2 separate regions of the Oncorhynchus mykiss genome follow, and region 1 is linked to region 2. A link is a contact called in public Hi-C data. All regions are on one chromosome and are shown on one strand. The core of a region is the stretch at or near the end of the contact, and the rest is flanking DNA. Distances in the headings are between cores, read along the strand shown.

What was found. A called contact is a pair of places that touch in the nucleus more often than the background predicts.
Region 1: a contact with region 2 is called in a Hi-C map of liver, with 5 times the contacts expected there. The contact joins the promoter of rrp15 here to the promoter of LOC110490115 in region 2. A contact is called at or near these places in 2 of 3 Hi-C or Micro-C datasets (blood and liver).

What each region holds. Positions count from the first base shown.
Region 1 is chr2:43,235,229-43,238,174 of USDA_OmykA_1.1, reverse strand. It overlaps rrp15 (RRP15-like protein), which reads left to right and starts at 1,357. Exons shown (of 5, transcript XM_021563355.2): 1 at 1,357-1,499; 2 at 2,113-2,417; 3 at 2,683-2,780. The coding sequence starts at 1,451.
Region 2 is chr2:43,054,900-43,057,599 of USDA_OmykA_1.1, reverse strand. It overlaps LOC110490115 (WD repeat-containing protein 26), which reads left to right and starts at 1,331. Exons shown (of 14, transcript XM_021563298.2): 1 at 1,331-2,054. The coding sequence starts at 1,762. LOC110490105 (adenylate cyclase type 3) reads left to right here. Exons shown (of 21, transcript XM_036949002.1): 21 at 1-648.

The DNA of each region.
Region 1 (2,946 bases), core at 108-2,607, 180 kb before region 2:
ATCATAGTTCAATGTTCATAGTTAAATTCACAGTCGATGTACAATAACTACTCACTCAGTAATGTTAAATAGTTAGGTTGCAGCTGTGACAGTGACGACAGACGCACCTGGATCCAATTTACTGACTGTAAATTGCTCTCAATAAAAGCGTCTGCTAAATGACCACCATGTAAATACAAAAATGAACACTTGCAAAGCACTCTGGGTATTTTTTTAATGTGCTCTAGCCCTTAACAAGACCCAATTCTGTCAGGCAGGACCAAATCGGAACCAACCCTAGGCAAGTCTATGTTTGGGCCAAATCAGGGCCGGTCCAGACCGGACCAAATCTGAACCAAACAACGTCTGTGGTTATAGTCGTCTATACATTTTCTCACATATTCACAGTCCACCGGTTTAAGAAAGTACAAAACATAATATATGTTTACGTTATTAACCTACAGTGCCTATAGGTATTACCCCCTTGGACTTTCACATTTCATTGTGTTACAAAGTGGATTCAAATTGATTTAATTTAGATTTTTTTCATGATCTACACAAAATATTCCAAGCAGAAACATTTTAAAGTGGAAAAATTATTCTAACATAGAAATTCATAAAAAGATAAAACAATAATACATATTGATTGGATAAATATGCATCCCGAGTCAAAACATGTTATAAACACCGTAATCAGTGATTAAAGCTGTAAGTCTTTTTGAGTAAATCCCAAAGAGCTGTGCACATCTGGATTGTGCAATATACTTGACAAAATTGTGTGTGTGTGTTTGGAACAGTAAAAGACCCTCAGGGTGGCATGCAGGCAGTTCTTTTTGTGTAGCTAAAAATATCACGGAGTCAGTCAAGTCAACCCATGATCATTTTCAGTCAAGTTACCCTAAAGGTCGGCAGATGGCGATATTGAAGTATGCTATACACTAATATCCCTTGTGGACTGGTTCGTACATAAAACATTCTCCATTCAGGCTGCATACTTTCTTTATGAAACACCATTTTCCACCACCATGCTAGAGTGGCTAATGCTACTTCCTGATGTTGCACCCCTCGTTCAGCCAGGGGTAAACAACAGACTGCTGCAACCTGAATGGGTGAACGTGATTCGCAACATCCGGATCTAGCATTCCTAGGCATTAGCCACTAGCAAGGTGGTGGAAATGGTGTTTCATAAAGAAAGTATGTATATTTTACCAGCTTTCACAGCTTTTTATCCATAAAATTTAGTTAAGGAGGAAAATCGACGCCTTTGTAGTCGGATTGGAGAATGTTTTATGTATGAACCGGTCCACTAAGGATACAAGTGTATAGCTGGCTGCATGTGTTCCCTTTGGGCGGTAAGAGGAAACGGCTCAATATCGCCATCTGCCGGCCTTTGGACTAAGGTCAAGTCAAGTGGGAACTTTTTACACGGAACGGAACTTTATTCACGGAGTAGTTTCAGTGCTGCACAATAATGGCATCTGTGGAAAAGGCACATGTGGAGAACTCAGCAGGGATGTTAGGTACACGAAGTATTTTTCTTAGAATTGTTCAAAAGAAGTAGCCAGCTAGCGAGATGATTAACCTTGTATCGTTTGTCTCTCCCAGACCCAAGCTGGTAGCTAGGCTAGCTATAGCATTGGCACTAGCATGATCAGATAATATATGGCTGCACGTTAGGCATAGTTGGCTAGCGTTAGGTATCTAAAAAGTTACATTTACATTAAACCCTATGAAGTTAAGTACAGATCAACTAACTAGCTAGCTACAGTACTTGCTTTCATTCGTCTTCACTCTGCATTTGAAACGTCAAACGGCATTAACGTTAGCTAGACTATGCGATGTAACTTGGCTAACATATGGAGCTAACTTAGATAATTGGCTAGAAAGCTGTCTGTAAGCCACACATTTGATCGAATCAATAGTTAATATAGTTAATAGTTAATGAATCAATAGATTGTAGCTAGTGTTTTACAGAGAAGCATGAATAATGATAATATTAGAGGGTGTTAAATGTCTATTAGGTTAAGCTAGATATGAAGTGGCAGAGCTAAATTGTTTTGAATTTGCAACCGATTAGGCCTAGCTATTATTTGTATAAGACAATATGATAAATGCCTTGTTTTCACACATCAGAAGAGCCCCAGGAGGACCACAGCGCTGAGAGTGATGATTCTGACAGAGGGAGCGATGGAGAGGGATCAGAGGTTGAAGGAAGTGAAGAGGAGGATGGGGAGAGTGAAGGGGAGAAAGAAGATGGTGAAGGCAACAGGGAAGTAGATGATGTAGACACCAACCCCAATGCTGGATGGGCGGAGGCCATGGCCAAGATTCTGCAGAAGAAGACACCGGAGAGCAAACCCAGCATCCTGCTGAAGAACAAACAGCTGGACAAAATGAAGGAGAAGGAGAAGAAGGAGAATCTGGAGAGGAAGAAACAGGTACTGTGTGTTTTTTCATGTCTGTAAATGTTTGTGTGCATAGTCCTACTTGATTGTTTTTGGATGTACCTACCTGTATGTCAATTTCTTGCTTTAATGAAAACCGGTCTTAAACTGATGCTGGTTATTGAAATCAGATAGATGATTGCCTGATAACAGAAATGGCCTAAGATCAATTCAGCTGGAGTTGACTTGCACCCTAGACATTTATTCAGTACAGCTTGCCTGTATGTGTGTGCATAATTACTTTTTTCCTGGCTGACAGACGGATAAAAAGCGAGCATGGGAGATGATGTGTCGAGAGAAACCAGACTTAGTAAAAGACCGAGAGAATGAGAGGAACCTGCAGAGAGTTGCTACCAGGTACATACACACTTGTGTGCTGCTTACAAACCTACAGTGCCTTCAGAAAGTATTCACATTCCTTTACTTTTTCCAAATTTAAAGCCTGAATTTCAAATTGATTACATTGAGATTTTTGGTCTCTACAAATTAATTTAAAAAATGAAATGCTGAAATGTCTTGAATC
Region 2 (2,700 bases), core at 82-2,581:
CTAATATTAGGTTTTGGTTGAAGATCTGATCAAATTCAGTATGAAAAATGTGCAAACGTACTTTTTCAAAGCACCATATGTTTGTTTGTTTGACTGTATGTAAGGTGAACAGTATTGCAGATGCGGGTATGTTTATTTTGCTCGTATTGTATCCCCATCAGTGTCTTTTCTCCAAAATTGGATGAAAGTGCAATAGTTTATTCTTCTACAACCCGCTACCCTCGCTTGCCCCTAACACAAATTAAAACATTGCTGGCCCTTTAATTAATATTTTTATAACTAAGTTTCATTCATTCTGAGATTATATTTAAAGTGAAGGGATAAAGGACTAATGAGTCTGAGTTGTACATACAGTTTACTGTTCATTAAATTAATTTATTGCAGATGTCAGGGACAGATTTCCTTTTTTTAAACCAATGTAAAAGTGCCAATGTTGAAGGAATGGCTTTGGTCCCTGAAAATGTGGCCAAAATGCAGGTCTTTGCTGTTTCTCGATTTGTATTTTAAAGAACCTCAGGCTTGGGAATAAAATGGCACTTTGAATGGTCTGTAAACTATTTGTGTTTGAGTTTAAAGTTAAGTTAATAATGTATTTAATTTAAATGATTTGTCATTTTCAAGTGTATTGATAAAAAAAAAGAATTTAAACCATTGTCTCTAATACTTTCTTTATTCAGTGTGTTTTGGGTAGGTCTGTTGTCTCCTCTTTGGATAGCATAAAGTTGTTGCATATGTGTGAGAGTGTGATGTCTGATCCATTGCATGCAGAAATTGCAGAACCCAATGAGCACAATATGTTGAAAATACATTTGAATTCATTTTGCTTACTGAGAAGAGTTCCCCTTTTTGATGTACCTTGAAAAAAACTTAGAGGGGCAACCTGCAATTGAACTTCCATTTTTAGACTTAAATTAATGGTATATATAATAATAATCCATTGATTATTGAAGAATATAACATATTGTCTCATGATCTTAGGTCAATTGTCATACTCCATCAGAACTGAAAATATAAGCTGTTTTACTCCAGTGTTTGTAAACAATGTAATTTGAAACAAAAGCTGTACAGCCTCAACTGGTTAATTCTATAATTTTGACGTCATGGATGGTCAGTCCATGCAGACATAGCTCTATGAATTTGAGAGTGGTTGCGTTTGGCTACCGTGGTTACATACAGGACGGGCGATGTTATTGTTTAAACTGAAGATTTATATTAAACAAGTTATATTTTTCCCGAGAGATAATTAAACAATTAAAATATAAAACAAATACATATACATTTAAAAAGGTATATTAACTTGTGAAACAAACAGTTCAGTATGATCTTCAAGGGCACCACCTATGGACTACCCGGACACAAGGGAGTGTCGGAATTTCCGGTGACGTCACCGCGTCTCAATATCCATAATGGGTCTGCAGCTGTCTGGAGAGCAACAATAACAAGAGAAGCTCAGCGATAAAACGAGTTATTGTCTCGTCTCTGACACCTTTGCTAGCCCCAACTTTACATCATTCTGTCACCAACACCCTCGGAGAATTAACTCTGGCCTCCGCTTCCTCCGACTCAGAAACCGTCGGAGCGTCGCCGCCACTGCGAAAGAAATACCGAGCTTCGGTGGCGGAGGGAGCAGGGGGGCTTGGGGCTGCAATTGGGTCAGCGGCCCTGTCTACAGTTGTGGGGATTTGAACTTTTCCCAATTCACCCGTTGCTCCTATCATTCGATTCAAGCCTCACAGTGTAGCCCACATCAACATTAATAACATGCAGGCCAACGGGGCAGGGCAGGGTCAAGATTCGGAGCTGTCCTGCCTAAACAACAGTGCGCAAAACGGAGAGTCGTCCTCCGCCGGGGAAGCTCACACTAACGTTAATGGACTATCCACAACAAACAATGGGAACTCTGTCAGTAACAACGACGGTATCCCAGCCCCAGCAGCATCCAACAACACCGTGTCTTCGGATGCAAACTCCGTGAAAAAGAAGAAACGTCTTTCTCAGTCAGAGGAAGATGTCATTAGACTTATAGGGCAACATTTACACGATTTAGGACTTAAGTAAGTAACGTTAGCTAACGTTCGCTTCCTAGCTAGCTGTCAGCTGATGCTAAATCATGTTCTTCATAATAAACGCGAATAAAGCAAGTCATCATGTTGACAGCGACTAGTTCGGTGAGATAAACAGAGGGGCTTTGTAGAGGTAAATAGAATACAGCACGGGTCCTTTAGAAAATTGATGAAGGGAGAAAGATGGCCCATTATTACACAATTTAGCTAGTCTTGGTAGGAAGCTAGTTACTTTGGGGTCCAGAAATGGGACTTCATGAAATGACAAGAACATGCAGTTTTCTCGTTAAGTAGCCTAAAGAAACAACACTTCCCTAATCATCAGCCATATGCATACTTATGTTTTATGTGTAATTAAAAATATGCTCATAATGACATTACTCTTGGGAGTTGCCAAGACCATGGGAACTGGAAAATCTAGTCCAGAATGCTTTGAGAATGTTTGGTTACTCGATAGTATTTGCATGTCAATCAAGCCACAAGGTCACGTGAGATCGATCTGTTTCGTTAAAGAAATTAGAAAATTGAACGGTCACAACATTTGCCTCCAACGTTAAAGATATGTCTACATATTTGATACAGCACAAGTCGAATTGTTTAGGACTTTGGCAAGCCATTGATAAAGATACAATGATCA